2 separate regions of the Hordeum vulgare genome follow, and region 1 is linked to region 2. The links are chromatin contacts, called in public Hi-C maps. All regions are on one chromosome and are shown on one strand. Each heading gives the region's core, a stretch centred on a gene start, on an enhancer-like site or on the middle of the called end of the contact. The rest is flanking DNA. Distances are from core to core; before and after follow the strand shown.

Region 1 (7,340 bases), core at 864-3,363, 33 kb before region 2:
TTCTGGTGTACTGGTCCTACGGGGCCTACACGATGACTTTTTGATTGTCTACTACAATAAGTTTTGCCTAGCTTCGGCAAGGGAGTGGTGGTGATGATGGCGCGCCTTCGGCTCATTTCAATGCGTGTAGTCTTCGCAGCATGGTCTACGGATCTAGATGTGATTTTAATTATTTCTAAAGTTTGTTGTACTACCATGAAATTTATTTTTTGAGATATGTACTAACATGATTGAAGATAAATAAATTGGAAGTTTTCCCAAAAAAAAATACTTACGGTAATTGTACATAGAAAGTTCGTACGGAACAAACGTAACCAACTTTATTGGGCCCGTCCATCTTAGTGATGGACCTGCGAAAGAGAGTACACTGTCATGCAATAGGGAGACCTACTAATGAACGAGTGCTCGTTTGGGGGAACCACAAGGCTCACCTCGGGTGGCAGAGAGCGCGTCACTTCGCGTGGTCTCAGTTGTCGTCAAATGTCGTGCTCTGAGCGCTTTTTTAGGATTTTATTTCTATTTTTATTTTTCCACACGCGTTTTTGAAATTTTAGATGGGTTTTTCGGGGTTTTGGGCTTTTTGGTTTGCCACCGGTCTTTCCTTGCTTTTGGAAAAAAACAAATTAAAAAAACAATGTGATGAAAAAAAATGCTTCTGCGAGTGCCTCAATAAATAAAAGAAATGTATGTTTTTACTTCCACGAGAGTTACGCCGTGCCTCTCGGATATGAAAAAAATACGTATTTGATTAATTCCACAAGAGGCACGGGTTTCCTTCAGGGAGAGGCATGCCCGTACCTCTTGAAGATAGAAAATATGTGTTTTATTTTTTTATTCCTTACTCGAGATGTGCGGCTTTTTTCTTCCGGGTTTTTTCGTGAAAAAAAGATTCGTTAAAATATATCAATATGGATACACAAGGAATCCAACGGTGAACACAGTTCGAAATTTGAGCGCATGGTAGAAGAGACAAAACATTTTGAATAAACGGATCTACGAAAAATGGAAAAGTTCCCAGGTTATGATAATTGGTGCACATACAGTATGCCACTTGTCGCAGTCTGCAAGATGGAAGTGGCCTTTGCATAGAGTTTTTCTTAATTAGTGATATTATGCAATAGCTAATGGAACTAGATAATTCCCCGCACGTTACTGCCGGAAATATGATAAACGGATGTATAAATACGTGTTAAAAACAAAAAGTATTGCTAAAATATATTAAGATTGCTCTTGTTTTATATTTTAAGAACAATAACTCATACGAAGCATCTGACAAAAGATGCCTAAAAAAGTGTAACACGATCTACATATATTTTCTCTAAAGTAGATACCGCTTATGCCCATAACAAAAATTAGTGAAACAATGTGTAGATTAATGCACGCACGTGCATGATTTGATGATGTGGCATGGTTACATGAGAAAAAATAAATACTTATGACTAAATGCATGACTTGATGATGTAGCATGGTTGCATGAGAAGGAAAAATAGATAATGGGTTTGCAACTATTTAAAAATAGAAGATAGCACTCACGCCATATTTTTCTAAAAAAATAAACCTGAGCTACTGTTTTGGGATCCCCACCACCTTCCCCCTATTTGACGCTCAGCGAGCTAGCAAACAGAAGAGGCTTGGCAGGCCGGTGGCTCATGTTGTGGGTTCCCTTTTTTCCAGTTAAGTTCCATTCGTTTTTGACCGTACAACTAAGCAGACATATACAAATCCTAACGTTTATCTTTACTTTATCGAAATCCATACGTCCGTACAACTAAGCAGACATATACAAATCCATGTTGAATGGCAAAAATGATCCAGTCACTACAATTCAGACATATATCGAAGGTTTGAGGTCCGTCTTAAAGATGTGCTATGTAGCAGTCATCACAAAAGCTAATGGCGAGCAATCAACTTGCACAACACGCGTGGAAGGTGTGGGAAACTATTTGGCCGGACAAAAAGGGAGAGAGAAACCTTTTGACGCCCTCTTGAATGAGACGGATCGATAGAAACCAGCAGAGAAGAAGAGTTTGATCTGCAATGCTCCCTCCCTTGCATTGCATCGTTGCACTCGTACCGACAACGGAGTAGCAGGCACAAAATGCCGCTCCTGTAGCCATCATCCATGTTGGTAGCATGCATCCTCTTCCTCCCGAGTTAATTACCAAAGCCATACAGCCATGCACAAGCCTCCGCCGTTCGTTCCTACAGCCATCATCCAGCATGCATGCTAGCTCCTCGACAATGCATGAAACAATTCGAGTCTTGGTGTGATGCCATGGATCCAATGGGTTCATGGTTAGATGATACCTCCTATTATGCATATGAAAATGCAATAAGCATGTGAGGTGCATGCATCGTCGTGGCCTCCAACGGTCAGTGATTATGTCACATGGTTGATTATTCCATGGATTTAAGCTCTGATTCACTGATTAGGTCAGTGACTGTGAATGATACGATTAATTAAAAAACACAAAAGGGGTCGATCACATGCATGTTGCATGCAGGCAGGCCTTGTTCTTTTCCCTGTAAAAGCAGCACTAGGCAACATCTCTTGTTCTCTAGCGCGTGTTCATATATATATATATATATATGCAACAAAAAGTAATGTCACCACTGAGATTTGTGTGGCTGATGGCTGACCAGCTCTACCTATCCATCGAATATTGTTTTTTTTAAATAAGGCAAAAGCATTACCTTTTCATAGCCAGGACAAAAGTATATACAAGGCTGAAACCCGTCCTGTTAATGTTAAGAAAACAGAGGCTACTACGTAATGGGGCCAGGTCAGTCACATGCGCGATGCATGCAGGATGGCGGGTGTTTTTCTGTACCTCTTGTTTTCTACTCCCTTTGTTTGTAAATATAATTTTTTTTTAAATTTTTTACTAAACACTACAAAAAATGTTAGACATACAAAGAGTTACATAAGGTTACACGCTGACTAGGATTCTTTCTTTTTAACTAACAACTCCCCCCTGATTTTCAAGGGGATGGGACCCTCGTTCCCCTTAATCTCCAATCAAAATCCACCTCTTTGTAAAATCCATGTAAACTTATGTATGTGTAGCATTGCTAAAACACTACATACAAAAAATTTCGCAAAAAAAAACACTAATATAAAATAAAATGGATGAATCTTTATTTTAAAATATGTCTATATGCATCTATATGTAGTTTTTTAATAAAACCCTTAAAAAACTTATATTTAGAAACGAAGGGAATAGTATTTGCATCAACACCATTGTGATCGTTGCCTAGACTTGTGGCCCGTGGCCGACCGTCCGGCGAGGACAAAATCACCGTTCTGACCTTAATATGTAAAGAATTGCATAAAATGAACTCGTCAGAAAAGTATTTTACGATCTGACTCTTTTAGAAAAGCCACATCCCACAGCGTTGCTGGTCAACTAAGAAACGCCGATCTACCTCGTGTTGCTAGTCAACTAAGAAACGTTGTTCTACCCCATGTTTCTTCTTCTTGTAAACACTAAGTTATGTGGCGTTTCTACCTTTTCGTGAAACGCCATGGTCCCTGGCGATGCTGCCTGAGATACTTATTAGGGGTCAGCCTCACCCATCACTCACCACTCACTCTCTTCTCCCTATTGACCTATCCCGAGCTCCACCCCCTTTCCCCTTTGTCTCCCCACTTGTCCCCTCTCAAATCCTTCCAAAAGGATTGGTTTGGTCCATGGATCCGGTGTCATTTCTTTCCTTGAGGTAATTTCCATCATATCACAAATTTTTATTGGTTGGATTTGTCTATTTGGGTGGTTTTTTGTTCATGTGTTTTCTAACCCTAGTTTTGAACATTAATCCCAAATATGATGTTCTTAGTGTATACTAACGAGTATAGTTGTTCCAATAATGTTGCATTGTATTGGTTGGGTTATGCTTATTGTTAAGATTTAGGGTTAGGGTTAGGGTTTGGGTAAAGCTTAATTTCGATGGACATAGATGTTTCTTAGTTGTTTTGTTAGGAATGTGCTATACTTAGCATTGGTACTTTTGTTCCCTTTTTAGATAGACAAGATTGTGAGTATTCATTATATTGACAAATAGGCTTTCATGAATGTTGATATTGTTGACAAGTATGAGGAAGTGTTGATATTTGTTGAGAGTCCTACTTATGAAGAGGTTGTCGAAGAAAATCGGATAAGATTGAAGTGGGTTGATCCAAGTGACCAAGTTGAATTATTTGGAAGATATGATGTTGGGTCGGCACACAAGTGTTGAATGAAGACAATGCCTATCAAGTCCAATTTGCACTGGGTTGCATACAAGGAGGTTGTTGCATCATCGGTAGTCAAGTCACTCGAAGTGTTTGCAAGTATGGTTTTCAAGGATCCTCTTTTTCATGTTGACTTGAACCAAACCTTAGTAGATGATTTGAGCTCGATTAGTAGTGTGACACCTATTGTTGAGCATAAAGTTGGAGTGGAAGCCAATGAGTATCCCCAATATGAGCTCGGAGGTAGTGCACCGATCAAAGATGATGGTCATGACTCCGATCGAGAGTATGAGAAGCACCACAACATTGTTGGTGAAGTAGAGGCTCAAGTAAGGCATGATGACATGGATCCTGACATTGTCTATCAGCGTGCTTGTGTGGATGACTCGGATGATGAAGGCATGGTGAATGAGTTGGACGAGGATGGCTTCACTGAGAAAGAAGCGGAGTGGTATACAAAAATCACCGGTAGGGATCACAAAGTTCCCTTGTTTTGTATTGTTAGCCTTGCAGATAAGGCTATAGTCGACGGTGGCATGAGCAATGCAATTGAGGCTAGAATATTCCCAAGTAGCACACCCGACGCGATTCCTATGTCTTACCTAAAGAAAGGTTTGATGTTCAAACACATGCTAGAATTCAAGATGTGGTTGTGTGAGTATGCCATCAAACACTACAGGCCTTTCATAGTTGTTCACTCGGACTGCAACAAGCGATACACCGTGAAATGCGAGGTAGAAAAATGCAAATGGAAAGTCAATGGAAGACTCACGAAAGATGGTTGGTGGAAGATAAGTAGTTGCAAAGCCACTCACCAATGCACACCGCCGACCGATGAAGCACCGACGACACACCGTCAGCTAACCTCGAAATTCATCGGTTATAAATACCAGAAACAAATAACCTTGCACGTGATGACGGCATGCCGCACGAGGAATTTGCCCTTCTCTGATGGTGTAGTTGTGAGGTTGCATGAATTCAACTTGCAAACTCATAAGTTAACATAGGCGTCCAGATTCCACCCTTTTCTTGACCCATCATAGTGGCTAGAGTATCACTGCCCTAATATTAGGCCGGATCCAGAGATCATGGTACAACCGAAGGGTAGAAGGAGAACAAAGCAATACATGAATGATATGGATGACCTCATGAGCACCAGAGACTTTGGTAGTGAACATTTCATGGAGCCACGTGATAGGAACCAATGCGGTGATTGAAATGAAATGACACACAATAAGAGGACTTGCAAAACAAACAAAACTTCAAAAGGTCACAATGCTTCTACTAGTGAAGGGGGTGGCAGAGGTGGTTCAAGTGCTGGTGGTAGAGGTGGTTCAAGTGGTGGCCTTGGTGTGGGCCGAGGATCCGGCGGTGGTAGATGTGGTGGTTCAAGTGGTGGCCTTGGTGTGGGCCGATGATCCGGCGGATGTATACGTGGTGGTTCAAGTGCTCGTGGTAGTGCTGGTCGTAGAGGAGATTTTATGGGTAGAGGTTCGGATGGTGGTAGAGGAATGTTCGGATACCTAGAAGGACCATTTCCGTATGTTTGATACATTTCAATATTATTGTCATGTTGTACATTTTCTTCATGTTTTTTTCTCCTTACTAACTAATGTCTTAATTTTTTGTAGATATGGCGGCTTCTCAACCCAACAAAGCAACAATGAAGCGGGTGGAGGACACAACGGGGGGAGGTGAGATGCCGGGGTGATGGGAGAAGGTTGTCAAGAAGGTGAGAGGAGGAGGCAGGCGCTCTAGAGAATAAGAAGGAAGAGGAGTATGAAGAGAGGCAAAAGGAGAAATGGATAATCACATGTCGAGGCCTTGATATGGAGAAGAAGCTGAAGAAGAAGTGTCTGATGGCTGAAGAGAAACGGCTGAAGGATTTTTGAGAGAAAATTGTGAAACTTTGGGCTTTGGAGGCGACAAAGAAAGAGAGGAAGCACAAGTGCTTCATAGAGAAGGTGGTTCACGAGGCAAGTCTCATAAGGAAAAGGGAGGAGGAAGAAGAAGGAGAAGAAGAGAGGAAGAAGAAGAAGGGAAAGGGACCTGGACCTTGCTCTGCACAATAGGGCAACATTGTTCTCATCATGTTGTGCACTTTATTGTGAATCTGCTCATCGCTATGTGATCTTTGAACATTCGTTTAGTGGTGGACCTCTATGTGCACTCTAAATTGCCATGGAATCCATTGTGTTACTCTTAATCGCTATGTGATGTTTGAACTTTAATTTAGTCCTCTATGTGAGCTATGATTCTGTTGTGTGTGATATATGATATGATTCTTTTATCTGAAAAGATTTGGTCCTCTATGTAGCCTATGATTCTGTAATGTGAGTTGAACTCCTAAAACGCCAAAGGCCTTGGCGTTTACATGTGGGATGCAAATGTCATTGACCCTGGCGTTGCAGCACTGTAAAGAAATGTCCGCGTTACTTTAGAACAGAACCTACCAGAGAGAGTGCGTAGCAACATTTCTATGTGGACTGGAAACACCATCGACTCTGGCATTACTGCCTCTCGTTGAAACGCCATGGACCCTGGCGTTTGTGCTTCTTGTTTCTGCACTGTTTTGCCACAACCATCATCAAACTCAGAAGATCACAGCATGTATACTAACAACATCATAACATATATTCACACATGACAAGTTGAAACAACATAAATAGTTCACACATGATAAGTTCAAACGACATAAATAGTTTACATATAGATAGTTCACACATGACAAGTTCAAACAACATAAAGCATAGCAAGTTAACACATGACAAGCACCGGTCATCACTTCACTTCTTCCCTCTTTTCGCAGGGATCTTGCCCTTGTTGAAGTAACCCTCTAGAGTGTTCTGCCATGAAGGACGTCGGATGTTCCTTGAGCTAGCTCGGCGTGTTTCTTCTGTCGACTGAGTAGGTTGAGTTAGCTGCGGAGCGTCTTCCGTCTGCGAAGCCCCAAGCTCCATGTAGTCCTGATCCGCCTCTTTGTATGTCTCCTCTTCTTCTTCATCTTCCTTAATATGTGCTCGGCTCGACGAACCATGAGCTCCACTAGAAGATGGACGAGTGGAAGAAGCACGTGGTCGGCTGGAAGACGGGCGAGCGAAAGAAACCA
Region 2 (6,559 bases), core at 3,931-6,430:
CTACTTGTGGTACCATCATACCATGGATCTACTACTTGCCTGCATCTTAAACAAATATATATAGGGTTTGATTACCTCATAGGTGGCCGTATGTGGCCTACCATACATTTGTGCCATTCCAGTCACCATGGAGACTGGTATTTTCCAATACATGAAATGTGCCTTTGAAAGCTACAAAAATAAAAATAAATAACATAGGACGGTTGGGTGGATCCCTCGTTTAGGCTGCTCCGCACCACTTTGGATAGGTGCTAAGCATGACAACAAGGTAAAAAATTATATGTGGCAATTTAATTAAGAAGAGAAAGATTAGTTTGGTGTCCTCATGAGAAAACGGTGCTAGTCACGGGAACCTATGCTAAACATTAAAAATAAAAAAAACTAGCCTATGCATGCAAGACTTTAGTTGCTAAACAATTAAATGAGGCAACCTTAGCAACAACAAACTAATGCATTGAAGATTATGGTTGCTTAACATATTTAAGGCTGGTTGTAATGGATAGTATCAAATACTAGTATCATGCATATGATACTAGTCTATGATACAACATTCGTAATGCATAATATCATATGTTAGTATCATAGGGTAATTTATTTATTGTCATGCAAGACACATAGTAGCACATTATTTAATATGGTACGGTATCATGATATGATACTCAATCCTCACTTTTTTCATTTAATTCTATGCCACATCATCGAAATTGCCTAGTTGGCATGCATGATACTTCCATTACGAGCAGCTTTAGCACTTTGCATTGGAGGAAGCCTTAAGTTGTCCTGCCTCATTCCGGAAAAAGAAAACTTGCCAAATGATTTTTTGTGAGCAGCGAATCCTAGAACGGGCTTCACGTCCGGTCCAAGGCATCGTCTTCAGATGTCAATTTGCGGTTTGTTTTTCTCAAGTGTGTGGTCACTTGATGGCACAATATCAAGGTCGGGCCACAGAGTAATTAGCATCTCCGCCGTTGCAGTCGCTTTCATCCATGGGCTCCTCCTCCCTCCTCACCAACCCAACATGGATCTGTGTCGTCCATGGAGGCATGTAGCCATCGCCCTGGCCCTCCACCTCAATCATGCAGAGGCAGATGCAGACGCAGTGTCTAAAGTGTCTTAATTGTTCTCTACCAGTGCAGAGAAGCAAATCAACTTTGTTGCCCTGATAATAACTAGTGTAATAAACAAAATGCAATGCGCATGTGGGGAGGTGTTCGTCCGTTCGTCAAACTGAGGCTTGCAACTGGGGCCTGCTCGATCACGTGCAAGATGCATTCGGCAGGCGTCGTTTTCGCTGTGAAATCACCACTGGCAAAATCATTTGTTCTCTAGCTGATGTTTATATATATATATATATATATATATATATATATATATATATATATATATATATATATATATATATATATATATATATATATATATATATATATATATATATTTGCGAGAGAGAAACAACCAAACATCAAGAGTCACCGTGGTGATCGACGTCGCCGGGATCTGTGGCGGGTGGCCCACCATCCGCCGAATACACTACTTGTGATTCTGCATATTATGTATCAATGTATGTGTACATGCCTACATCTGAAACATTGTGTTTAGGGTTTAATTACCCCATTGGTCGATGCTTACCATGACAGCCCCCCTTCCCGGTTTGTTGGGCGTATAGGAGACTACTACTACATTTTCTGAAAGCTCAAATAGATATTCTTTTTTTTTTTTGCGGGGAGTCAAATAGATATTCTTGGAAGTTCCAAAAATCCAAGAAAGTAAACGACCATGGGTATATCATGCATATACATATTTGGAAGTTTCAAATGTTTTAAGAAGGGACATATTAATGAGAGTGGTGTTGTAGCTCATAGGTATAGATACATTATTATGAGAAAATATATAAAAAACACATTTCAAAACCTTAAAAATTCAAAACAATAATTTTCTATGTATAACCGGACATTCTATGTTCGCGCAAAAAAATCACAAAGAAAGAACATTTTTGTTACATGTATACAAAATTTAAAACAAAGCCTCATGAATAGTTATAATCATGCATTAAAAATGTTCTTTTTACAAAAACCACAAAAAATATCCGTTTACATCGAAACTTTGTGCCTGAACATATAATGTCCGGGTATATTCGCGGGATTTTTTTTCTCTATTTCTTTTGCTTTTCAAAATATGATCTCGGACAATAGTTGCATCTACATCTATAGCCAAAGTGAACTTCTTCATATTAATACCCTCTTTGGCTCTGGCGCCGAGGCTAATGCCCCACAAAATGGAAAGAACCGGGTACCATCGAATGTTTGGACATCTCAAATGCTTGGAGGTTGACGTGCATATGCATATTTGGAAGTTTGGAAAATCCAAGGAAAAAAGGGAAACCACCTTTGGGGCCTTCACTGTCAAAGGAAAGGAAAGAAAAGAACATACGCATGGTACGCACGGCCGAGGCGGATCCGAGTCAGCGTCAGCCACCATTTCCGAAAACTCGAAAAACAAAGTGTTACGGACTCCAAAGATATAAGAAAAGTTGACGTGCATACGCATATTTGGAGGTTTGAAAAATCCTAGAAAACGGGAACCATGTTTGGGCGTTTCATCACTGTCAAAAAAAGAAAAGAAAAGAATATCAACATGATACGCACGGCCGAGGCGGAGCCGAGTCAGCATCGGACACCATGGACCGCACACGTGTCGGGTGGGGCGGTCACCCGGAGGAGGAGGAGGAGGGCGACGGAGCAGCTACCGTGGAAGTGGAACCAAAGGGGAGTGAAAGCCCAGTCAGTCGTGATGTGGCATCCATTAACGTGACGGGTGAGCTCACGTGCTCCGTCCATTCCGTGGCTGAGCTGAGCTGAGCACTGCTTCGTCCCCTGGCCGTCGAACGGGGCAATTGAAAGCCCAGTCAGTCATGATGTGGCAGCCAGCATGCGCATGGCGACGAGCGAGCTCACGGGCTCCGTCGATCCCATTCCTTCTACACTGAGCTCTGCTGCATTATTGTTGGCCGATTGATTTGGTTTGGATCTTTCGTCATTACTGTTGCGCTGCTGCCGTTGATTAACTGGAGCACGTACGCCGTCGAACGATCGATCGCCGTGTGCGGTGCGGTGGTCGGCAACCCATGTGCTGTGCGCTCTTCTCTCCCATGGCTTCAGTTCAGAACCCCGGCTACTCCTTACATGTGGTGCGTCGGGTTCAGTGATTGTCTTACGGTTTTACCGGGCACCCACGTTGGTTGGTTGTTGTTGTTGTTGTACTGCTGCTGTTGCTTCACTGGAGGACCGGAATCTCGCCAGTTGATTCCGGGCGGGTGGCTGCTGGCCGTCCGTCCACATGCGTCCACAGTAACCAAAGGCGACCCGTGGCCCACACGCATGTCTGCTTTTCTCGCCAGCAAGTTTCCAGGAGCAGGAGCAGGCATGTGGTGCATCATGTCCAGTAACTGTCCTAAGAGTTCCACCAAGCTAAATTTCCGGTGTTTCCTATCTGTAATCCTCTGGGTGTGTGGGTTATGTAAGATCTCGCGATAACCATTTCCCCGAAAAGGTCGCCGCCGACAACGGCACAATAGTTGTTGTTGACAAAATCATTGTGCGTAGCCGCGTTGAAGAAATATCCAAGTCGGCCGAGAGCGCTGCACGAAACTTGATCGCCCACCTCTCGTATAGGATCACAGAAGGTGGGGTTTGGGAGGTATGCTATCTCACTTTGCGGTGCATGTCGACGATAAATATGGCTTGACAACAGGCTGTCCAATGACTTTCCTCCTGGTATGTTTTCACCGGGCTTGAAGCGGTATCCGCGACCTCTGGGTCAACTGGTTCTTGTCCAGTAACATCCCGCCAACCTTAGGGTTCTCAGCCTTTTTCGAATCATTGCCAGTCGCCTTATTGGTTCTTGCGTCTGTTCGTGACTTGCTAGGAATATCGGCATAGATCCAATCCCCGAACTTGAGCCACTTCTCATCGTGAACCCCCAGTTCAGATTCTTTGTGTTCGTGACCAATGAGGCCACACATCTTACAAAAACCTAGGAAGCTTTTCATAGCGAACCAGGTATACCTGACATTCCTTAGCCCGGACACGAGAGCCTGTCGGATGTCATGTTTCACCCTCACCCTAACATAATCACCTCGTGTGTTCCCCGTCCAGACGCATCTCCATTATCTCCTAGCTCCTTTCAACAACTTCTTCATAATATTCTGCTTACAGTATGGGTTTGGTAACTTGTGAATCTGCAACCATATTGGCATATTAAAGAAGTCTACTTCCTCAGCTTTGCTGAAGCCATCATATGGGCACAAGAGCACAACCATATTGCAGAACAACCAAGGACCTTGCAGCATGATGCGTTCCCAGTCTCCCAAACAGGATGCTTGGACGACAAAACGATTAGGGTCGACGGGCCGAAATCTCACTCTTTGTGCCGGATTCCACGCAGCTCTCATATCCTTGTAGAAGGCCGACGGGCTGAAGTTTTTGTATGTATGAACCCTAGCTAGGGCAAGCCAGCAAACACTTTTCTAAATCTCGGGGTCATCATTATCAATTTCTACGTCAGCGAAATCTTCATCATTCAGATCCAGTTGATCGAAGAAGTCACCCAGATCCGATTTCGCAGTTGCGGCGACGCCGCCGCCACTCGTGGCGGAGTGGGCATCGGAGAGAGACGCCATCACCGATTCCTGAAGCCGCGTGAGCGACACAGCAGGCTTGGTGAAGGCGGACGTAGCTCGGGGGCGATCGGAGGGAAGATGTGTTTGGGTAGGACTCAGAGACGATCGGGATCGCTTAAAAGGAGAGAAACCCTAGCCAGACGAGCATACGGGATAATGCGAGGGATACGCATACGCTGATAATAACTTGTACAAGGAAATGTTTTGCGATGAGAATAGACCCGACCTATCGTCCACCCATTCTGTCACATCCAGCACCACAACCGTAGATCTCGAGACTGGCCATTAGCACAAGAGCAATAATGCCTTCTCATTACCATTAGAACAAGAACAAAGATGAGCATGTGCAACTAAGTGTGAGGTGTTTTTTGTTTTGTACTCGTACAACGGGACGGTAGATGCCAAAACCCTACGCAAAACCCCACAGCTGGTTCCGTTCCACCCCCCAAATAAAAATGCCATATTTACCCCCGAAACCCAGCTATAAAATCTGCCCCAAACTGAAGCCACCACCCATCCATCCATCGGCCAGGAAACAATCTACCCACCCACCTCGGGATCATCGGGCCTGCACCGGCGGCGCCATGGATTCCTCTCGCGTCATTCTCATCCCCGGCACGCCGCCGCTGCCCTACGCCTACGAGCAGCTGCCCTCCTCCTCCGCCGACGCCAATGGCCAGGAGGAGCAGCGGGCCGGCGGTGGCCTGAGGTGGCGCGTGTGCGCCGCCGTGCTTGCCGCCTCGGCCGTGCTGGCGCTCGTCGTCGCCGCCGCGGTCTTCGGGGCCGGTGTGGCGGGCCGTGACGCGGTGGCCGGCTCCGTGCCGGCCATTCCGGCGACGGAGTTCCCGAGGAGCAGGGGCAAGGAGCACGGCGTGTCGGAGAAGACATCGGGGGCCTACTCCGCCAACGGCGGCTTCCCGTGGAGCAACGCCATGCTGCAGTGGCAGCGCACCGGCTTCCATTTCCAGCCGGACAAGTACTACCAGAACGGTACCTACCGTCCCACTTCAGATCCACATTTCTTTTCCTTTTTCCCCGCTTGGTTTGATCGAGAAACTGACCTCTGCTACCTGTTCGCTCCCCGGCGGCGGCATTCTCCGGCGACATCACGCAGATCCCAACGGTCAGCACCACCCACCACATAATAACTATTCTACGGGTCGAATATTCTCGTCAAGAGATTCCTCACCTGTGGAATCTTTTTTTTCTTAAAGCTTTGGAATACATTGACTGAAGCGCATTGTGTGCGTGCATCCATGGCAGGTCCGGTGTACTACGGCGGATGGTACCACTTCTTCTACCAGTACAACCCGTCGGGGTCGGTGTGGGAGCCGCAGATAGTGTGGGGCCACGCCGTGTCCAAGGACCTGATCCACTGGCGCCACCTCCCGCCGGCCTTGGTGCCGGACCAGTGGTACGACATCAAGGGCGTGCTCACCGGCTCCATCACCGTGCTCCCCGACGGCAAGGTCATCCTCCTCTACACCGGCAACACCGAGACCTTCGCTCAGGTGACCTGCCTCGCCGAGCCGGCCGACCCGAGCGACCCGCTCCTCCGCGAGTGGGTGAAGCACCCGGCGAACCCCGTCGTGTTCCCGCCGCCGGGCATCGGGATGAAGGACTTCCGCGACCCCACGACGGCGTGGTTCGACGCCTCCGACGGCACGTGGCGCACCATCATCGGGTCCAAGAACGACACCGACCACTCGGGCATCGTCTTCTCGTACAAGACGAAGGACTTCGTGAGCTACGAGCTGATGCCAGGGTACATGTACCGCGGGCCCAAGGGCACCGGCGAGTACGAGTGCATCGACCTCTACGCCGTCGGGGGCGGCAGCAAGGCCAGCGACATGTACAACTCGACGGCGGAGGACGTGCTGT

Evidence for each region. A called contact is a pair of places that touch in the nucleus more often than the background predicts.
Region 1: a Hi-C map of leaf shows a contact between it and region 2, with 2.1 times the contacts expected there. The contact joins the enhancer-like site here to the promoter of LOC123406951 in region 2. A contact is called at or near these places in 2 of 6 Hi-C or Micro-C datasets (both in leaf).

Annotation. Positions count from the first base shown.
Region 1 is chr7H:2,615,619-2,622,958 of MorexV3_pseudomolecules_assembly, reverse strand. No RefSeq gene overlaps it. Among protein-coding and RNA genes, the nearest start is that of LOC123413222, 13 kb to the left of the region's middle. Within about 2 kb of position 2,113, at least 2 of the 3 cell types and tissues checked have open chromatin away from gene starts, as enhancers often do. A contact at or near this core is called in leaf, where this site is marked.
Region 2 is chr7H:2,586,071-2,592,629 of MorexV3_pseudomolecules_assembly, reverse strand. It overlaps LOC123406951 (sucrose:sucrose 1-fructosyltransferase-like), which reads left to right and starts at 5,180. Exons shown (of 4, transcript XM_045099970.1): 1 at 5,180-5,668; 2 at 5,793-5,801; 3 at 5,942-6,559. The coding sequence starts at 5,263.